Linked DNA regions of Mus musculus: regions 2, 3 and 4 are each linked to region 1. Evidence: chromatin contacts called from public HiChIP or PLAC-seq data. All regions are on one chromosome and are shown on one strand. Each heading gives the region's core, a stretch centred on a gene start, on an enhancer-like site or on the middle of the called end of the contact. The rest is flanking DNA. Distances are from core to core; before and after follow the strand shown.

What was found. HiChIP or PLAC-seq counts read pairs in DNA pulled down with a chosen protein or histone mark.
Region 2: an HNF4G HiChIP or PLAC-seq map of pancreatic cancer cells shows a contact between it and region 1. The contact joins the promoter of Slk here to the enhancer-like site in region 1. A contact is called at or near these places in 3 of 39 promoter capture datasets (cranial neural crest, hippocampal neurons and liver), 1 of 484 Hi-C or Micro-C datasets (myeloid progenitors), 3 of 115 datasets of contacts at active chromatin or transcription factors (large pre-B cells, pancreatic cancer cells and thymic regulatory T cells) and 1 of 9 other capture datasets (liver).
Region 3: a contact with region 1 is called in an H3K27ac HiChIP or PLAC-seq map of embryonic stem cells, with 7 read pairs. The contact joins the promoter of Calhm2 here to the enhancer-like site in region 1. A contact is called at or near these places in 6 of 39 promoter capture datasets (the 3T3-L1 cell line, the C10 cell line, cranial neural crest and 3 more), 1 of 15 datasets of contacts at CTCF or cohesin (the NIH/3T3 cell line), 29 of 484 Hi-C or Micro-C datasets (the 3T3-L1 cell line, the AML12 cell line, B cells and 21 more), 5 of 115 datasets of contacts at active chromatin or transcription factors (astrocytes, bone marrow-derived macrophages, embryonic stem cells and 2 more) and 3 of 9 other capture datasets (adipose tissue, liver and pancreatic islet).
Region 4: a contact with region 1 is called in a FOXA1 HiChIP or PLAC-seq map of pancreatic cancer cells. The contact joins the promoter of Stn1 here to the enhancer-like site in region 1. A contact is called at or near these places in 4 of 39 promoter capture datasets (cranial neural crest, embryonic stem cells, liver and 1 more), 1 of 15 datasets of contacts at CTCF or cohesin (the NIH/3T3 cell line), 8 of 115 datasets of contacts at active chromatin or transcription factors (embryonic hindbrain, embryonic stem cells, extraembryonic endoderm stem cells and 4 more) and 2 of 9 other capture datasets (adipose tissue and embryonic stem cells).

Annotation. Positions count from the first base shown.
Region 1 is chr19:47,329,432-47,332,335 of GRCm38.p6, forward strand. The region is part of intron 6 of Sh3pxd2a (SH3 and PX domains 2A); the gene reads right to left. Among named protein-coding and RNA genes, the nearest start is that of Gm29834, 44 kb to the left of the region's middle. Within about 2 kb of position 1,375, at least 223 of the 459 cell types and tissues checked have an H3K27ac peak or open chromatin away from gene starts, as enhancers often do. A contact at or near this core is called in B cells, the HL-1 cell line, the N1E-115 cell line and 14 more, where this site is marked.
Region 2 is chr19:47,578,662-47,581,361 of GRCm38.p6, forward strand. Slk (STE20-like kinase) reads left to right here and starts at 1,358. Exons shown (of 18, transcript NM_001164639.1): 1 at 1,358-1,682. The coding sequence starts at 1,533.
Region 3 is chr19:47,136,922-47,139,634 of GRCm38.p6, forward strand. Calhm2 (calcium homeostasis modulator family member 2) reads right to left here and starts at 1,373. Exons shown (of 3, transcript NM_133746.5): 1 at 984-1,373.
Region 4 is chr19:47,535,632-47,538,369 of GRCm38.p6, forward strand. It overlaps Stn1 (STN1, CST complex subunit), which reads right to left and starts at 1,488. Exons shown (of 10, transcript NM_175360.3): 1 at 1,183-1,488; 2 at 565-740. The coding sequence starts at 718.

The DNA of each region.
Region 1 (2,904 bases), core at 125-2,624:
TGGCCAGCCCCTTAAAGAAAACTGGGTTCCTCCTACCCCTGCCAGAAGGTCCCAACTGTGAAGAGCTACATTTCAGCACCCCACACAATTTTTAAGACTTCTCTTCAATGGCTTCCTGTCTAGACCTTTTTTTTTTTTGGGTGGAGGGAGAAGGGTTGTCACAAAAACCTTTGGTGGAGGACTAGCAGCAGAATATCCATTTTTTTGTTTGTTTGTTTTGTTTTGTTTTTTTGTTTTTTGAGACAGGGTTTCTCTGTGTAGCCCTGGCTGTCCTGGAACTCACTTTGTAGACCAGGCTGGCCTCAAACTCAGAAATCCGCCTGCCTCTGCCTCCCGAGTGCTGGGATTAAAGGCGTGCGCCACCACGCCCGGCTTGCATTTTTTAAAGGTTGGTCTATCTCACCTACCTTTGCCCTGTACTGTTCACTGTTTTAACCACCTCCAGAACACCCGCTAGGATTATAATCTTAGCAAATATTTGGCACATAATAGATGTTGAATAAAAACATGCTAAGCTAGGCTAGATACATATCCTAGTGTTAGAACACTTGTCTAGAATGTATAAAGGCCCTGGGTTCCAATCTTAGCATACACACTCAAAGTGTTGTGTGTCTCCAGTTAGTCTTGAATTTCCTTTTGTCTTAACCCTGACTACGATTCTATCACACTGGAAACACTCAAGTGTCCAGTTTAACCTCAGTGGATGAAAGGGGCAGGAGCCTTCTTTGGTCTTCACTCCATTGGTTTCAAGGGAACCAAGGCTCATTTGATGCCTGTGGCCCTAATCTTAATCTAGCCTAGGGATTATCAACTTGTGGGTTGAGACCCCTTTGGGGGTGTGTGTCACATATCAGAAGTTTATATTACAGTTCATAACAGTAAACAGTAGAAAAATTGCAGCTATGAAGTAGCAATGAAAATAATTTTATGGCTGGGGGGGGGGTCACCACATCATGAGGAACTAAAGGGTCACAGCATAAGGAAGGTTGAGACCGCTGATCTAATCCAAAATTGCCCTCCTGAGCCACGTGCAGGCCTTCTGAGGCTGAGGAAAGTCCTTCACCTTCCTGGGCACCAAAGTACAAAGACGGACCCTCAGGCCCAGCAGAAAATCCCAGAAGACTGCATGGCAAAGCCTTCCAAGGGCTCAAAACAACAGCAACAACAATAACAACAAAGCACCCATAAGCAATATAGCTTTGTGGCATGGTGGATGTTACAGGAGACAGTAGTCTATGAAGGTGCAAAGTGCTCTTGTACAGAGACTGGTGGGATCCAGGCCCAGTCAATCCCCTCCTCCACAGTGTCTGCTAGAGGCCCTGGGCCTCTCCTGACTTGGCCCACCCCTGATCTGCAAGTGTTTAGACAGGTCCCCTGAGCTCACAGACTGCCACGTAAACGGTTGTGCATGCATGCACTTAAGACGCATGCACACATCACGGCTGGGGAAATCCCCACAGCTGGCTCTCTCACGTGACAAAGCTTTATCCAGAAAGCAGCAGCCTAGTTGCCTGCAGGACAGGGGTGGGGTGGGGCTCGAGTTAACCCTTCCATACCACAGCGCAGGCTGAACTTCCCACAGGGAGAATGGAGTGAAGTCCAGGTCTCCGGGATTCTCTCTCAGGCACTGTGATCCTCGCTCACTGGGGACAGACTACTTCTCAGGGCCCCGCCCAGGCTTCCCTGTGCTAGCACAAGGCTGTTCTCTATCCTGTTAGTGTGCTCCCTCATCAACTCTGAGAAGTTCTGCTTCCTGGAGCCTCATCCCCAGAGGGGGGTCACAGGCACAGCCCTAGGGAGCATGTCCCGATGCCAGATGCCTAGGTGGGGTCCTACAGCCAGGAATTCAGCCAGAATTCTTGCCCTCCTTCCATGGGTGTGAACAAATGCCTCTGAGAAACTGCTCCAGGGCCCTCCCGGGTCCTCCTCTAACAAGAAGGCTGGAGGAGGCCCCTGGAACACGTTTTCTCCTGTTCAGACACACTGTATCTATTAGCCGGTGTGATCTGTATCATGTCTCTCACACAGTACTCCCAGATATGGAGAAGCCAGATGCCCAGTTTACTTTCTATGTTTCCTTACTGAGATACCATGTAGCCCAGGCTGGCCTCAAACTCATGACCCAGGCATCCCAGTCCCCCAGATGATAGGATTTTTTTTTAATAGCCCCACCCCTGAAGCCTAGAAACACTATCTCAGTGTAGTCCAGACTAGCCTGAAACTCCCTAAGTAGCCGAGCATGACCCAAACTCCTGATCCTCAAATGCTCAAACTCATGGCCAGTGTGTTGACAAGTTTTTATATCAACTTGACATGAGCTGGGGTCATCTGGGAAAGAGTCTTAATCGAGAAAATATTTGACTGATGATTGATGTAGGAGATTACAGGCCACTGTGGGTGGCGCTAACTCCTACGCAGTAGTCCTGGATGGTATAGGAAAGCAGGCTGGCTGAGCATGAGCAACAAGCCAGTAAGCAGTGTTCTCATGCCCTCTGCTTCAGTTTCTCTGCCTCAGGTTCCTGCCCTGACTTCCCCTAGATGGAGTGTGGCCTGGGAGATGAAAGATGGAACAAACCCTTTCCTTTCTAAGTTGCTTTCTGTCGTGGTGTTTTATCAGCAACATCACTGGACAACTTAGCTAGGGTATGTCTTAAAACATAAAATAAAGTTTTTTTTTTTTTTTTTTTTGGTTTTTTCGAGACAGGGTTTCTCTGTATAGCCCTGGCTATCCTGGAGCTCACTTTGTAGACCAGGCTGGCCTCGAACTCAGAAATCCACCTGCCTCTGCCTCCCGAGTGCTGGGATTAAAGGCGTGCGCCACCACGCCCGGCAAAAATAAAGTTTTTTAAAAAAAGGTGTGTGTGTGTGTGTGTGTGTGTGTGTGTGTGTGTGTAGGGATAAACA
Region 2 (2,700 bases), core at 108-2,607, 250 kb after region 1:
GACCCCGCCTCTGCCTCCCCGCCCCCCTCCTCCCCAAAGGGCTTCTGTCAGGTGGAGGAGGGGGACGGTAAATCATTTGACAGACTCCAGGCGACACCCACATAGCCCCAGCAAATCTGGAATCCCCGGCTGGATTAGCTCAGGTGAGACTCAGGAAGGGCGGCACCAGTTTTCTGGCTGTGGAGGTGACCCAGAGGTTATCCTTAAGGGAGTGTCACCACTCCAGAAGCCGATCTTAAACAATTTCCTTTTTATTTTTTGAGACAGGGCTTTTTTCTGTAGCCCAGGCTGGTCTCGAACTCGTTATCATTCGTTGGCAGCTTCCCCAGGGCTCCACCACACCTACCTTTTAAACAATTTTTTTTTACAACCTATGTTTGCACTACCTTCATATTGAGTAAATATTGTGCACTTGCTGGTGCAAGCCCTGTGCAAAGGGTTTCCATTTATTGTCTCTTTTGATCTATGCCGCAACGTTTCAGTAAGGACTATGGAGATCATAGGAATGGGGACTCGGATGCTGTATTCAAAGTCACTGAACTATGGCTCAAAGCCCAGGCTCCCGGCTTTCCCTCTCCCTGGACTCTTGTATGAGTTCCGAAGCGGAAACAGTGCACTTTCAGGCACCCACAAGCATAGCCTGCTTTCCCGCGTCCCCCTTGTGCAGAATGAGGCAACATCCGCCAGCGCAATCAACAGGGTCGCGCCGAAGGAGACCTGGCCAACGACGTCGTGGAGCCACCCGGCTCGGGCTCGCAGAGGTCAACGCAAAACCCTCGAGGAGGATGGAAGCGCTCAAGCCTCCACCACACCTCCCGCCGCAGGCGCCACCGAGCCGCCGCGCCGCCAGCCCGGCGGAGCCAGCGCGCGTGCGCGGGGCCAGAGGGTACGCCCTCGCGAGCGCGCGGGGAGCGGGGCGCGTCACCGCGCGGGCGAGCGCGCGCGCGGCCGAGGAGCTCGGGCGCGCTGCGAGACGGCGTCGGCGTCCGTGCGCGCTGCGGGCCGAGGCTGTGTGGGCTGAGGCGACGAGCGAGGCAGCGGCGCCCCAGAGCCGAGGGGACGCGCGGGTGTCGCGCAGTGGGAGCGGACGCTTCGGAGCAGACGTGGGGCCCCGGCGGGAGAGCTTGGCTTCGCCGCTACGCGCCTGCCGGGCGCCGGCCGCTTCCCGGGTCCGGAGCGGCCGCCGCCCCGGGAGACGCGCGGTGACACGGGCCTAAGGCGCCGCGGGCCGCGGGCGTCCGCGCCGCTCGGACCCGTGCGGCCCGGTGCGGGCCGGGGACGAGCGCCGGGGCAGGTGCAGCCCCCGGGGCCCGCGAGCGAGGTGCCCACCGTGCCGCTCGGCCCGTCCCGGCTCGCGGCGGCCGCGCGCCCCACTCCGGGGCCGGAGCCCGGTCGGCGCCCCGCCTTCTCCGGGGAGCGCCCGGCGGGAGCGGCCCGGACCCCGGGCTCGCGCGGGAGACGACGCGCCACAAACTTTGCCTTTTATTGTTCCTAGCCCTTTAAGGGCAAGGGGCTCTGCTGGGCTTGGAAAAATGTCCTTCTTCAATTTCCGTAAGATCTTCAAGTTGGGGAGCGAGAAGAAGAAGAAACAGTACGAACACGTGAAGAGAGACCTGAACCCCGAAGAGTTTTGGGAGATTATTGGAGAACTGGGCGACGGAGCCTTCGGGAAAGTCTATAAGGTAAGAGGGGGAAAACGGGAAGTTGGCTTAGGAGGAGATGAAACGGCCGCCTGTCCGGAGTGGCACGAGGACTTCACCCCAGCAGCCCTTCCCGTGACTTGCCCGCTCCTTGGCTTTGTAGGTTGAAACTTCAGCTCAGCATCCAAGCCGTTACGGAATACCGTGGGGCCGGATGCAGTTTCAGGAGTGATGGGTCTGCAGTCTAAACCCTGTCAAACTTCCGAATTTAATGGGAGGAGCGGGTGGTTGCGGCCCGGCCCTCGAGTCTTTTAAAATCGGAAACTCGTTAGCTTCTTTCTCCCTGTGCTGATGTTTGTTTACTAGTGGCGTTTGCATGTGTGCATGAAACAGGTAACTTTTTGGAGATGGGGACAGTATGTATAATTCAGATAAAACGAGCAAAAGGTGCCTGGCCAGCATGGAGCCCGTTCTTGAGTTGGTTGCTTGGCCACATGGGATGGAATTTCTGACAACATTTCCAGGAGATCTTCATTTCATCCTAGTTTTGAAATTCGATAAGCATTGGCTAGAAGGCAATACCAGTGCTTGAGGAATCAGAAAACTACACGAGTATTTATGTATTTCAATAGAGGTTTGATGTTTCTACACAAAGGTGTGAATGTTAACTGTTTACCCTGTCCTAGGAAGTATATGAATGATGTCATTGGAATATTTACTTCCTGAAGGGCGAGGTTTTTATGAGCCACAGTTTAGGGGTAGGACCCACTGGTTGCCTAGAATTGAAAACATAGATTCAAGACTTTCCATTCTCACATAATTTGTATCGTATAAAAGTCCTGAGAAGTGGCAGTGTCCACCTGCTCATGGAGGGAGACAGTGAAGCTCACAGACAGTTCATGGCCACCATGATTCAGTGTAGCCTTGAACTCAGGCCTCTGTGCCCATATGTAGTAGTGTCTTTTTACTTTTAATTCCATTCAGTCGAAAGCATGTCCTCTACTTTCTAAGCACAGCACACTTTGTCTTGTAATGCGTGCCTTGAATGCATTCTGTCAAA
Region 3 (2,713 bases), core at 123-2,622, 190 kb before region 1:
GACCATGACTTGAGAATACTTAGAAAGTGGACACAATGTGTCAGAGCTAAACTAGCTCCCTCTGTTCATGGCCTCCAGACCTTGCTCTCCTTATTGCTTTCTCCATGCAGCAGCCTGCAGAATCTCTGCCCCAAGGAGCCACAGGTAGCTTCAGCGGGGTTTCAGGCTCGCTGTACTTATCTGCCCTCTTCTGCTTCATGACCTCAGCAGAGATGGCTCTGTGCCAGAAGAGGCCATGGCCTCAGGCTCTTTGGAAGTTTAGCCCCAATTCCCTTCCCAGACTCCACCCATACAGCCAGAGAGACAGTCAGGGTGTGGCCCCATGTCCACCCCCATCAGGAGAACAGGCACTGGGTGGGGTGGGGTGCGGTGGGGGGGACACCAAAAGAAACAGCTCTCCAAGCCAGATGAAGCCTGTGAGTGGAGAGAGGTCAGGCTGTGGAGAGAGATAGGGGAAGCCTGTGCTAAGTCTTTCTGGGTTATATTCACTTCTCTTTTCCTGTTGCCGCCTCTGCCGAGGATGCCATCTGGCACAGGCAGAGCCATGTGGGCTCTGGGAGGAGGGAGGACTGTCTGACTCCCCGGTTCAGAGCCCAGAGCTTCTAAATAATCCCACAAGGAAAGAACTTTGTCCTGTTGCTGGCCATAAACAGGCTAACAGGCAACTCCATCTTCTCCCTCCCTCCCTTCTTGGCTGCTAGGCACCCATTTGCTCCTTGGGGTGGTCTTGGGATCCTAAACCCACCCTCACATGGGGAACACAGTGCCTGACAGATAGCATAGGGATGGAGCAGAGCTGGGACCCGGCCATCCTCTGAGATTATCATGGGGGGGGGGGGGGCTCTTCCCAAGGACAGGAGACAGACAGCTGGGGGTGGGGGAAGCATCATTTCCGTGTTCTTCCCGGAGTTCCCTCCAGATAGTCTCTAGAGGCTGCCGGCTCCTTTAACAGCTGCACACTCCAGGAAAGGGCCCCTCCTTACCTAGGGCTGGTTGCAGGCCCCCGTGGCCTTGGATTCCTGATGGATTGACAGCAGTGTGGGCTCCCGCAGACACTGGGAAGGTGCTCCTGACCGCGAGGCAAAGTGGCCTCACGGGGTTCACTGCCGGCTTTGCTTTTGCACCCAGGTCCGCGTAGGATCCGGGCCCAGCGTTTGAACGCAACGCAACGGAGCTTTGGGCCCAGTTACAAACAAACTTAACTGGAGGCGTCTACAGATGAAGTGCAGGCATCTGCAGACAAATTTAACTCCAGAAAAGAGAGAGAAAGAAACAGTGGCGTGGAACTTTCTAGCCAGAGAATGGAAAAACAGCCTCCTGGCGCCAGGCAGAAGAGGGAGGGCTGCTGAGGGCGGCGCGAGGCAGAAACAGAGGAAGTGGAGAAGCGGTCTCCGATGCTGCGTCCTGTCCCAGCCCGCCTCTGGGCCCGCTGTGGCTGGCCCTACTGGCCCTGCCTTGACTCTACCCTGAGCACCCCTCGGGGGCCATCTGGGAAGGTCTAGGCAGTTGCCAGGCAGGGCCCTCAAGGAGATCTTGCCTAGGCTTGCCCTCCAGGCCAGTTAGAAGAACATCCCCCGTACTTGACACCCACCTGGCAGAAGCTGCGGGAGGAGTTCCCTGCAGAGTCAGGGGAGAGGTGGGTGTTCAGGATTGATGGTGATGCTCCAGATTGCAAACTCCTGGTCAAGACCCTGGTCCCCTCCTCCCCTCCTCTCTCTGCGCATCCTGCCTTTGCCTGTACCTGCCATCCCCAGAAGAGGACCTTCCCATCATAGTCCATCTAACTCCTAGGTACTGTCCCCATCTGGGTATCTAGAACTCCTAAGGCAGAGGCTGGTCTTAGGTAGAAATTAAAGGGAGACAGGATCTCTTAAACTGCACCGCCTGCCCCTAGAGTCGTCTCTGGGAGCTCACAAGTCATGAGTCAAGTCCACTGACAGGGAGAGTGTCAAGATGGCCTCAGTGGCTCCTAAGATTGGGAGAGATAGCCTTCACGGCCATCAGCTCTCCAGGGCTGGGACAGTGGGATTCACACTGAGCAGGGACAAGCCACACCCTCCTGAGTCTGGCTTGTCTGTGTAGCAGGGATAAATGGAGAGCAATCGGTACCCGTGCCTTTCCAAGAAGCACTTTACAGGGTGGGGGACTTGCCTGAGCTCCCACCACTCTGGAGTTAGGTCTCACCAAAGCTTCCCTCACGTCTGTTCCTCTGAGCACTTTCTGGCACCTTATCCCCTGTGGGTGCCCCACCCCACCCTGCAAGTGCACGCGTGCACACACACACACACACACACACACACACACACACACACACACACTTGGTCTGTATTCATTTGGTCCCTTTATTCGGATCTGGGGTTAAGTTCAACTTCCTGTTCCCTGTGGCACCTGGGTCCCAGCTGAGAGTGGAGGTGGGCTCTGAGATAGGCAGGCCAAGGGGCTGGAAGATGGGGCCAGGAAACAAGAAACTGTCTGCACTTCTACTTTCTTTTCTTGGACAAGACAGCAGCTAAGTATTCCTGTCCTGTCCCATCCCTTGGTCGGGTTCAGGGGAGAGGAGAGCAAGCAGTCATGAGTTCCGAAAGGAATGAGCACCTTAACCACACAGCTCCAAGTGTCTGCTGCGTGCCACACGCTTTTACGCATGGTGTGTGAGACCCCGACTTAGAATGTTTCTCCCTGGAAGGTAAAGCCCCTGGCTGTTCCCCAAGCT
Region 4 (2,738 bases), core at 238-2,737, 210 kb after region 1:
AGGTGACGTCCTTCCTCCCAGGAGTTTCTATTACTTCGAGATTAACTCAAACTAAAACCAACCCCCACATGTTTACTGAGAGGACACGGACACTTTGCAGAAAGTGAGTCACATAACCAGAAAGGTAAGTCCCACATTAAGACTTTGGGAGCCTGCCTATCTAGTCCACTCAAAAACAGGCTCCCAAAAGGAGCCTAGGTATTTTAAAGTATGGAATACCTTAAGCACATGTGGTTTTAGTTATGTATTTTATTGAGAAAAGCTCTTATGTAGCCCAGGCTGGCTTTGAACCCTTCATCGTCTCTATTTCCATCATCCGAGCGTTGGAATCTGGTTATGTACAGGTTGGGAGAAAGAGCTCAATGCAAAGCTCAAAGTTTGATCAACTTCAAATTCTTAGGTTGTCTTTAATTTGCACAAAAATCACAGTAATAAACTCTTTCCAAGGTTGAGGCTAGATAACTTTCAGACAGGGCTCTTTAGATGCCCTAAGCCTCCGGCTTTCTGTATCTTTGAGGGTCAGGGTGCAGCACAGGGCGTCCGTTAAGCTGACAGGCCACATACCTGGCACTTGTTGGGACTCCTTCATCTCCAGGATATCCTTGATGTAGAGTTTTGCAAAGGCTAGAAACACAGGATCCAGACCCCAAAAGAGGGGCGGGATCTCCTCTTCCCTTGGACTGGATTCACACTCCATCAAGAGGCAGGGCTGTGGCATCTGCTAACCCAGAGCCAAGACTCTACAAAAGAAAACAAAAATAAGGTTTTAGGGTGTTTAGTGTGGGTAACGGTCATCCAGAAGTCTTAGGAGGGTAACACAGGGGTTCAGGACCCTGTCAAACTTCATGCCTAGCAGATGGCAAAGTCCTTGTATGAGGCTCCTTCGGACGAAATACCAACTGAGAATCAGTTAAACACCAAATTTTCTTTTCAGACGAGGTCTCAGATAGCCCCGGCTGATCTTAATCTAGCTATGTAGTGGAGGATGGCTTTGAACTAGTGATCCTCCAGTACTGGGATTACTGGCATGTCCCATCAGACCTGGTTTATACAGTGCTGGGGATGGAACGCAGGGCTTCATGCAAGGTTTCGTGCAGGCTAGGCAAGTGCTCTCCAACAACTGAGCTACATCCCCTAAATACTAATTCTCCACTTTGAGGATAACCATACACACAGGCGTACCCCAAAAAGGAGTTTTAACGAGTGAATCCGGAGAGTAATGGAGAGAGTCCCTGTGGCCGTGGACTTTGGGGGCCCTGAAGGTGTGTCTATCCAAGCTTCGACCTTTCACCTCTGGGAAGAGCGGAGGAAAGGAAAAAGAGGCAGAAATCAGAGCAGTTTACAACTTCTCCCGAAGCAGGAGCAGCCAGCCAAGATTGCCGAACCAGTTCCGGTTGCGAGAAGGAAGCGAGCACACTCCCGCCGGCGTATTTCCTTCCCGCCACCCGCGCCTAGCTACCGCCAGCCACTCCCGCTGAGGCCACGCCCCCGACGTCCTCCTCAAGGCCACGCCCACCCCACGTATCGGTTCCGCCCACGCCGCCTTCCCGGTCTACATACACCCTGCGCAGGCTCTTGGGGGCTCTCCTAATCTCGGAGATTCCCGAGCCAGCCCGGGAATTCCTGCTGCTCAAATCCCGCCTTCCATGTCACATTTGTCACTCCGATTCCCTCAGACGGTTCCAGGAAATTGGGACGGGATCAAACTTAAATTTTCTTTTTTAAAAGTAGGGCAGGGGGTTGTCTTGACTGATTAAAGCAACAAACAACGAAATTAGGCAATGGGGTATTTTACTGTTTCTTCACAGCTGGTAATGATCCCCTGACATCGTAGGGATGCTACAGTCTCGCTTGCAGATGTTCTGCTCTAAACCTGAGGCCCCGAGAGAATGAGAGGTCTTGTCTCTAACGGAAACCACCCCTATGAGGTTTCCTCCAGGATGTTGTGCCTTTAACTCTTGAGAGACTGACAATTCTTGTATAAACCATGGCCACCTCCTTGGAGCCCTGTCTCCACTGTCTCCACCCATATAAATAAAGACGTTTTTCCCTACTCACAGGGACTCACACGCCTAGGAGAGGGCAGGTCACTCACTCCAGCGGCAAAAGAGGCAGGAGGCCAAAGAGATCATTGCTAAACTATCAGAGAAGGGCTGGGATGGAAACTGGGTGTCATTAGAACCATGGCTTTCAGTTACTGCCCTGGCCACAGAAGGAGCGGACAGTGTCTCCCAGACTCTGTGGCACAGAATGGCTGGGCCCGTGGAGTTTAAGATCTGTGTAAACCCAATCCCTCTCTACTAGAAGAGGTTCTCTCCCAAGGAAACATAGTAGGATGGATGCTTCCAATTCACCTGTCAGGTAGAGAAAGACAGGTTGGGTGACATTCTCAGGACTGCACACCTCTGCGCCAGGGTGGAGTCCAGGGACCAGTCTCCGCTGTCCTCAGAAGTTGAGGTATTTTCAGAAATGACGCTCAGAGCTCTCAGGGCTAGAGCGCTGGACTCTGGGTTTACTGCCAACCTGGGGGAGGGCCACGCCTTGTGGTATAAATAGAAGCAGACTCCCCTGATGTCATCTTTTACAGTGATGGAGGACTCTTTAGAGGGGAGTGTGCCTCTTGATCTGAGCCCCAGACCTGAGGAGTAGATGGTAACGAAGCTGAGGGTGAGCTGTAGAATTCCAGATTGAGGGGTTTGCATGGAGCTTTGTAAAGATCTCAGCCTCCCTCCTGTAGA